Linked DNA regions of Mus musculus: region 2 is linked to region 1. A link is a contact called in public Hi-C data. All regions are on one chromosome and are shown on one strand. Each heading gives the region's core, a stretch centred on a gene start, on an enhancer-like site or on the middle of the called end of the contact. The rest is flanking DNA. Distances are from core to core; before and after follow the strand shown.

Region 1 (4,658 bases), core at 870-3,369:
TTTCTTGATACAAAATCTGTTTCTAGGGTTCTTTTTTTTTTTTAACCGTCCATCCCTTGAAAATGTGAATTTATTTCACTAAGAATTAGAAATTTCTAAGTAGAACATATTTGTGCATCATCTTGTCTGGATTCTGTGCAATTGGATTCATTTGAAGTTGAGGATCATTGCCAGGTATAGGCTGTGACTGGGTTCTTTTCCATTATTTGTCCTGTTTATAAGTAGACTACCATTACCCTGTACTCTGAGATATCATTAAAGGCCTTTTTTAAAAAATCAAGATACTTTCAGCTTATGAAACTCCAAAATCCATTATCAAAGAAATAACTTAACAGAGCACCTATTTCTTAAACATTTGTTTAACTGGCTTCACGTCTTGATTTTTCTCTGCCTTTTTCCTTTTATTATATAAGAAAGGAAACTAAAGAGGTGGCTCTATATTGCCAATTGAAGTCAGCTATGAATCTGCTACATCTCCTAGACATGTAGCCTTTTCTTTTGTGGAATTCTAGATATGTAGAATTGCTACGTTTGCAGAGGACCTGGGTTCAGTTATTAAAACCCACATGAAAGCTCATAATCTTCTGTATCTCAGGTTCTAGAAAATATGATGCCTTCTTCTGGCCTCTGCAGGTATCAGGCAAGCATGTGGTATATATACATATCTGTAGGTAAAAAGAGAAATCATAAACATAAAAATAATCTTTAAAAATTACAGCAGCGAAGAGAGAACTAATAATCAACTAATAAACAACTAATCTAGATATTGTATTGTTGTTACACATTTAAATGTATTTTACTTTTTGTTTTAACTTCTTTTTTTCTTTTTGAGGCCTTTGACCAGTGATTCATTGAAAGAATGTGACTTGTGAGTAGCAGGAGGAGTTACTGTTCAGCAGAAAGCCTGACATTCCCAGACTCTATGATAACAATGACCACAGGTTCTATTTCCCAATAATAAAAGTTTTGACCCTGTAAAATGAGTGTAATATTATTAATTTTGTTTGCGTGCTTGAAAAAAGATCCCAAGCTATTGCCTTCAATGTTTTAAGAGAAGAAAGCCATAGAGGCATGGACAGAGTTAGGGTTACGCTTCTCGCTCTGTGCTCCATATTAACAGAGAGAAAAAACGACATTGTCTTTTTTACTAAAGGAATGGCTCAATGTTCCCCGAGTATTTGGGTGGAATTTTGTATTAATTAGGGTTTATATTTACATAATGAAACACCTTGACCAAAAGCAGCTTGGGAGAAAGAGTTTATTTTTCTATATTCTCATATCACTGCTCATTATCAGGAGAAGTAAGGGCAGGACAGACACTGAAACAGGAGCTTGATGGCAGGAGCTGATTCCTCTATGAGGCCATAGAGGAGTACTGCTTGCTGACTTGTTCCCCATAGCTTACTCAGCCTACTTTATTATAACACCCAGGACTACCAACCCAGGGGTTGCACTACTCACAATGGGCTGAGTCCTGCCACATCAACCTATAGGTTTGCCTTGGATCTTTTGGAAGTATTTTCTCAATTGAGGTTCACTCCTTTATAGCTTGGATCAGGTTGATATAAAACTGGTTAGCACAAATTCCAAAGGTATTTAATATTTGTTTTTATTCAGGTGTGTTTCTTGGCACAACATTAAGTTGTATAAGCAAACATATCATTAGAGTGAACATAGTATATTAGATAATATTACAATTGTTTATACAATTTTGTTTTCTACTGTCCATTTGCAGGAAATTACTCAGCCAGGTTTGGCAAAGCTGAGTATCAATTTTAGTAGAAATCAGGTCTAAAGGCTATGGCCCCAATTCTCTAATTGAGAAATGTTCTTGCAATGATTCCCAAGAAGATTTAAAGAAAAAAAAAACCCACACACACCTTAATAATAAACAAAATAGCAATGTAAGTTTGTATGTAACTTTAATTCTTGACGAATCCCAAAACTCTTATAAACTATTACTCTAAACATACACAAAAACTGGTGCTACAGGGCTGCATGCTGGAGCTGAAATGTCAGAAAGAACTCATTTCTGCCACGAAATGGGTGCGGTCTGCATGACCTAATACAGCTCTTCTGGCTCAGGTTTTTGCACTGCTGTGTGGGTGGAATTCCTGGGCTTTAGTGTTGTGCAAGGCAAGGCTGTATTGTGGTAGAAGGTGGGAAGTGAAGAAGAATCTAGCAGAGGAAAGAGGTGTGGGGAACTGAAGGATATTGTTCCAGTTCCTGGTGGTGGTGATTAAGATGGAGTTACGAGTAGACCTTCCAGGTGCTCTTTGAGAGAAGTATCTTGGATTGCCAAATAAAACATTCTGTTATGGAATATTTCATGTGTGCAGAAAGAAAAGTTAAAAGATGAGATTGCTTCACATAGAGAATGCCAGAGTGGGATGGGCCTGAGAGATTTTCCAATTTAAAAAAAATATGCATTTTATCTTTAAGAAAAGCAAGGACCACAGAGGTCCTGTGCTTAGAGCATCATCATAGGGCAACCTCTGAACTGTCTGGTTTTCTTGGATACAGTGATTCACCAAGTACATCTTCTATGCTTCCAAGAATTGTGTTGGCAGAGAGATATGACGACCGAAAAGAGCCACTTCCCCTGAGGTTACAGTCTCTCCTAGGAGCAGTATTTTCCAAAATATTCAGGCCTTCATTTTTTTTTCATGAACATATAGTGAGTATCAGTTATGTGCCAGGGATTAAGTAAAATAGAGTATCTGAATATGGAAAAAAAGACATTATAGCACAGACAGGGAGCATGCACATGCCATGTTTTAATGCATTTAGTGTTTGGCCTATCAAGAAGAATTTGATAGGTATGGAGGGGGAAGGAAGGAGGAATAGGGAAATGAAGGAAGAGAGGAAGAATGGAAAGGAAAGAGAAATGGAGAGGGATATATGGAGAGAAAAAGAGAGAGAAAAAGACAGATAGACAATATAGCAATAAAGAAAGGAAGGGAGTAAAAGAGGGGGGTGGAGTTGCCATTGTGAAACAGAGCTTGTGACTGGGCTTGTCCGTGACTCTATAAATTATCAGCTAAACAAACGTACAATATCATTCCAGCAATAGGTAAATAAGTTTGTTTCCATACAAAATATTCACAGTTCTCAGAGAGGATGCATTTAATGGAAGGCAAAATTTTAAGTAAACCAAGTTCAATTTATATACACACATCCATTTTACATATACCCACAAAACCTATATACACATATACACACAAATGTGCACACATACATTCGTACACACACACACACACACACACACACACACACACACACACACATTTTGTTGTTTTAGGGCAAATTTGGCTCCTCTTCCTGAAGAGTAATATATCCACCATTATTTACTACTGTTATAAGCAGGGCATTGTTGCCTGGAATAAAGACAGAGATGATTAGTGATAGACTTAATCTTTGATACATTTATTTTTTCTGTCACTTCAAATGATGCCTTTCTTTTTAAAATAGATGTGTTGTTAAAAATAACCTTCACTGGGCTTAGAAGATAGCCCAGCTAATAAAATCTTCGAAAAACAAACATAAGGGACTTACTTTGATCCCCAGAACACATGTAAAAAAAAATCCAGATGTGGTGGCATGCACCTGTAAGGTCATTATAGTGGAGTCACAGATAGGCAGTTCCTGGGAGCTTGCTATCCAGGTAATCCTGGACTACCCAGGGAGTTACAAGCCAAGAGATCCTTTATTAAAAAAATGAAGGAAGGAAGAAAGGAAGGAAGGAAGGAAGGAAGGAAGGAAGGAAGGAAGGAAGGAAGGAAGGAAGGAAGGAAGGAAGGAAGGAAGAAGAGAAAGATGGGAAGAAAGAAAGAAAGACAGACAGACAGACAGAAAGAAAGAAGAAAAGAAAGAAAGAAAGAAAGAAAGAAAGAAAGAAAGAAAGAAAGAAAGAAAGAAAGAAAGAAAGAAAGAAAGAAAACAAGGAAGAAAACAAGGAAGAAAATAGTGGAGGAACTATGCCATGCCCAGAGAGATGAGGAGTCTGCACGACCAACTGTATCCCTGGAACAACCTAAAATAGGCAGGTCCTATAGGAGGATGCCTTTAAAAAGTTGATTCCCGAAATTGGAATGAAGGATGTCATCATAGCAGAGCCCTGCCCGTGGGGGAGAATGATGACACATGAGGGTAGTGATAAGAAAAAGTGAGGCTGTAACAAAGAACATGGCATTATTTAACAGGGCCAGCCTGCAGCAAGGAACAGCATCTGCTGTGTGCCCTGCTGGGGGGAGAGTAGAGGGCAGTTGGACTGCCCCCCAGTTTGGAAGCACAACGGCCCTGTCTAAGGAATGAACCTCAGGGTGTCCTGCATCAGGCGTGGGGTGGTATGTAGCAGACTAGAGCTCCCTAGGATCCCGCCTTCCTCACATCGGCCTCAAGATCACCCTGACTCTGGACAACGGCAGGATATCCACATCAAGTCTCAGTGATGATTCAGTATTTATGGTCCTTCAGAAACTCGGAACCCTGAACCAGACCCCTGACTCCTTGCAATGAGCATTTGCTTATATAGCCGTTTGGGCAAAGAACGTACTGTGTGACATACTGCAGTTTGAAATGCCACTTTGGGAAACAGTGGCTTATATGCAGGGCAGAGTGGTGGAACTGGAGGTGCAATGGCAATGACAGGTGGGGAA
Region 2 (4,658 bases), core at 604-3,103, 860 kb after region 1:
ATTTAATTAAAATATAATGCCAGAGAAGTCCCAATTCACAGAAGAGAATGACCTTGAGACCATCCTGTCATTGAGAGGTAGTAAGAAAAATACAGGAGGGTATAGTGAAAAGATGACTGCTCTTATGTCTTTGTGCAATTGAATATGATAAATACTCATATGTGTACCTATATGAATATCAGTGCTCCCACCTGGTAAGATCTCTAATTTCATCCATTCCTTTGTATTCCAATTCTGAGACTATACAGCAGTAGAACACATATGTGCAAATCCCGGCAGAACTCCTTGGTTGTTTCTTGGTTTCCTAAAATGTTCCAACAGTTCAGGGCCTGAGACAGGGCCACACAGGGAAGATCACTCTCTTCTGCCATTGTAACCTGGACACACCACACTAAGGGCTGGATGTATGAGCTAAAAACTCATAACCAGACTTTTCAAGTTCAGCTCCCTCTCTACTTGGTAAAACCCACTATTACAGAACCATGCTAAATTAGAGTTAGCTAGGAATTCGGGTCAATAAGGCCCAAGAATTAGAATAGAAGACTTCTTAAGTCCAGCATCAGGTGTTCCGTTCTATACATCGTTAGTTTATTTGGGTAATGTGTTATGTTCACAACTTGTCTTGGTCTTGAACCAGCAGAACCAGGCCTCTATTCACTGTAGGTTTTGGTGGGCCACCAGGAGGTCTTCAAGAACTGCAATACTACATACACACAATAATATAACATAATTCACAATGTACTGTCTTTGGCCAAGCAGGTACAATGGTATTTAAAACATATATATCTTAAGACATGATATTTAGATAAGAATTTGGAGTTATTTTTATTTTCTGCTCAGAGAAATACTTTACATAGGTCTCACTGTAAGTGAATCAGAATGTAGCATCCATGTTACCTTGAAGCAGAAGCAAGGAGCTCTTGTCTGAATATACATGCTGAGATGAAGTATCAGACAGGACTTTGTGTTTGGAAACAGGACATCTTGGTGCATCTTCCTCTGCAAATGTGAGTAACATCTTCATGCTTATTTTCACAGAGAATGATTCAGACCAGGAATCAGTTTCTGAAAACCTTCCTTCCTCTGCATTAAAGGCATGCATTTGAAACTATTGTGGATTTTCATACAATCCTGTGTTTTTTTTGACATGTAGCCATGTAGCCAGATTAATAATGTTGGCTAAACTCTGGTCTTCTGAAAAATGCAACAAATGAGCTGAGGGAGAAATCACTGATTTTTCTTCTTACCAGGAAGAAACTTAGTTGGTGAGTTAACCCAAGTGCTTCATTTGCTAAAGTATTCAGTCTAAAATGTGCCACAGAGTGTATACATAATGAGTAAACAAATAAATACCCTAACAAGTTAACATACACTATTCAAAAAATTAGGCTTAATCCCAAATTATTTTTTTCTATCATTCACATATCTGAATCATTTGGGAATATTCTTTTGTAGGAAAAAGTGAACAAAAATCTGTTCCCAATTCCTTCCTATTTTCTGATCATGTAACTAAGGGAAATGAGGCCTTTTTTCCCTGTTTTTGCTAATCCTGATGAATTTTGTCAAAATAAATTTTGAGCAAGAGAATTTTTCTTGGCCAACGGACTCTGGGAAAGAAAAGTACTGCAGTTTGCATCTTGGTTGTCTTTTATGGTCAGCTGCCTTATCACAGTTCAAACTTGCATGCTGGGAAACTGCTCTTTTTTTGTACCTTTTCTGCCAGAATTCAACTCTAACAACAAAAGTTTATAAACAATGAAAATTCCAGCTGGTCGACATCAGCATCACGAAGCTTTCTCCTCGCACTGATACAAATATTTACCCTGAGCTTTGGCAAAGCTTTCCTTGCCAATGTCACCCTTAATCATACATTTTTCTTTGATTGAGTTATGCTTTCCAGTATGCGATTTGCCCTGGTTTACTTTTTAACACATCCCAGAGGCTTCGTCAAAATCAACTCTGGGCAGGCCATGTCATTTGGTAGCTGCCAAACATGTTACTGAGAGGGAACTTGGCAAATATCAAAACAGTCGCTCTAACTGCTCTAATAAATGTGTTTGTTCTTTCTGACCACCCTTTACTTTTTAGGTCCCTCATATCCATAAAGGAAAGAGCCAAGAAAGTAGAGTTGCATATAATTTCCTTTGCTGATTCCTCTCTCAGGCACCCTAGTCCAATGAAGTTGAAAACTCAAAACTCAGTGATTCTTGTCTCCTCAAAGACACAAGGTTATATTCAAAGGTTAAGACACCAGATTGACATACTCTCATACTGTCGTAAAGTCTGCTAGAACAAATATTTGCCACACAAAAAAGTCACTTGTAGGGGGATTAGCACAAAATATTGCAAACTTGTCTACCTAGTTTTCTTGGCAGAATTAAATAGGTTCTTTAAACTGAACAGTTGAAAAATCATTTTAAAGTATAGCAGTATGAATAGTTCAATAGGGTTTTCCTCTCCATACAGAAATTCCTGCTTGAGCAAGTGATGGTTTCCCAATGAAAGAAAGTATAAATAATTATTTCAATAATATATAGTATTTGTTTTTGAGACATACTTGCCATTATATACAGCCTACTTCTGTACCATATGTCAGTCTGTTGAATTTAGATGAAATTTAATTACTCAATTTTATCAGTCCAGTTTAAAAAACAAGTCTTAAAAATGATGGAATTTTCATTTCTGAGTTATACACTAGGTTATTGTTGCTGGCACTATTGTTGTACCTGTAATCCCCAGAGAACAAATATGCCCACACAGAAACGAACACTCAAACTCCTGCCACTATACCATTCTAATTATACCTTGCCAACCTATACTTTCATCTCTCCAGAGGTTTGTGTTTTTGTGTGCATATCAAAAATGCAGTGATTTGTAACAACTCATACTATCTACAGATCTGAATAAGAGAAATCATACCTGAAGATCACTTAATCGCTTTTGTACACTAACATCTGACCAGGATCCAGACATCTTGGAATTTCCTAATTCATACTTTTTCTTTCCAAGTCATAGTTACAGGGAAATCTCATTCATGGAAACTCCTTACAGATTATTTAATATTCAAGAAAGTGTACAATTAATGCAAATATGAAAAAATTATGAATAATTGTGATGTAATTTGAGCAACTTCCTAAATTTCTAGCAGCAGAGTGAAGAAGTGGCTTGCCTGGGACACAACATGAAGCCCAGAAACCATAGCAAAAAGACACTGTTCATCTTTACATCACCACAGCTGTGGATGCATCCCAAGCTAAGGTCTTTGATATCTCAGAATAATTTAACTATCAGGTGCAACAAGAGCCACCAACTTATCTGTGGCTAGAAGAGAAAATTGAGTTCAACCCATCACAGGTTTTGACCAGTTGGGGTAATACTGGGACCTGAGTTTGGATCAAGCATATAGCTTACTAACTTGCAAATGATTCAGAGGTTTGACAGTTAATCATACAGAAACAATTCTCACCTCTCTTTTGGAATAATCACATTGCTTAATTATTGAGGATTTAAACCTAAAACATAAAGTGAATTGTTTATTTTACTTTGGAATTCTGTGATAATCCAAGGTTCTTTTGTTTGTTTGTTTGTTTGTTTTTCAAGACAGGGTTTCTCTGTATAGCCCTGGCTGTCCTGAAACTCACTTTGTAGACCAGGCTGACCTTGAGCTCAGAAACCCACCTGCCCCTGCCTCCCAAGTGCTGGAATTAAAGGCGTGCACTACCATACCCAGCTAGAAGAGGGCATCAGATCCCATTACAGATGGCTATGAGCCACCATGTGGTTGCTGGGGATTGAACTCAGGACCTCTGGAAGAGCAGCCAGTGCTCTTAACCTCTGAGCCATCTCTCCAGCCCAATCCAAGGTTCTTGACAGGGGTGAAGAAAGAAACTGCAAAAGATATCAGAGGACAAGGAAGATCTCCCATGCTCATGGATCAGAAGAATTAAATAGTAAAAATAGTCATCCTACCAAAAGCAGTCTTCAGATTCAATACAATTACCATCAAAATTCTAACACAATTCTTCACAGGCCTTAAAAGAGGAATTCTTAACTTCATACAAGAAAAAAAAAAGGCAAATACCAGAATATCAAAAACAATCCTATACAATAAATGAATTTCTGGAGGTATAACCATCTTGATTTCAATCTATACTACAGATCAATAGTAATACAAAAATCACATAATATTGATGTAAAATCAAATTAATCAATGGAATTAAATTAAAGACCCATAAATAAACTCACACACCTAAAGACACTTGATTTTTTTTATAAAGAAGCCAAAATCATACAATGACAAAATGCTAGTCTAACCGGATGTCTGCCTATAGAAAAAATGAAAAAAATGCATATTTATCCCTCTGCACAAAGCTGAAGTCCAAGTTGATCAAAACCTCACTATAAATCAGATACACTAAATATCATAGAAGAGAAATTAGGGAATAGTCTTGAACTTATTGGTACAGGAGATGACTTCTTAAACAGCTCAGGCACTAAGATCAACAACTGACAAAATGGCACCACATGAAACTGAAAAGCTTATGTAAGGCAAAGGCACTGTCAAAAGGCAAAGTGGCAGCCTATAGATTGGAAAAGATCTTCACCAACCCTATTTCTGTCAGAGGACTAATATCTAAAATATATAAATAACTTATTGA

Evidence for each region. Hi-C and Micro-C count contacts between places; a contact is called where the count stands out from the background.
Region 2: a Hi-C map of the STO cell line shows a contact between it and region 1, with 5 times the contacts expected there. The contact joins two enhancer-like sites. A contact is called at or near these places in 1 of 15 datasets of contacts at CTCF or cohesin (the NIH/3T3 cell line), 14 of 484 Hi-C or Micro-C datasets (the C2C12 cell line, the MC3T3-E1 cell line, MC3T3-E1-derived osteoblasts and 7 more) and 6 of 115 datasets of contacts at active chromatin or transcription factors (the NIH/3T3 cell line, a colorectal cancer cell line, fibro-adipogenic progenitors and 3 more).

The regions. Positions count from the first base shown.
Region 1 is chr2:45,591,867-45,596,524 of GRCm38.p6, forward strand. No RefSeq gene overlaps it. Among named protein-coding and RNA genes, the nearest start is that of Gm30848, 21 kb to the left of the region's middle. Within about 2 kb of position 2,120, at least 29 of the 459 cell types and tissues checked have an H3K27ac peak or open chromatin away from gene starts, as enhancers often do. A contact at or near this core is called in the STO cell line, where this site is marked.
Region 2 is chr2:46,449,063-46,453,720 of GRCm38.p6, forward strand. No RefSeq gene overlaps it. Among named protein-coding and RNA genes, the nearest start is that of Gm13470, 8.5 kb to the left of the region's middle. Within about 2 kb of position 1,854, at least 3 of the 459 cell types and tissues checked have an H3K27ac peak or open chromatin away from gene starts, as enhancers often do. A contact at or near this core is called in the STO cell line, where this site is marked.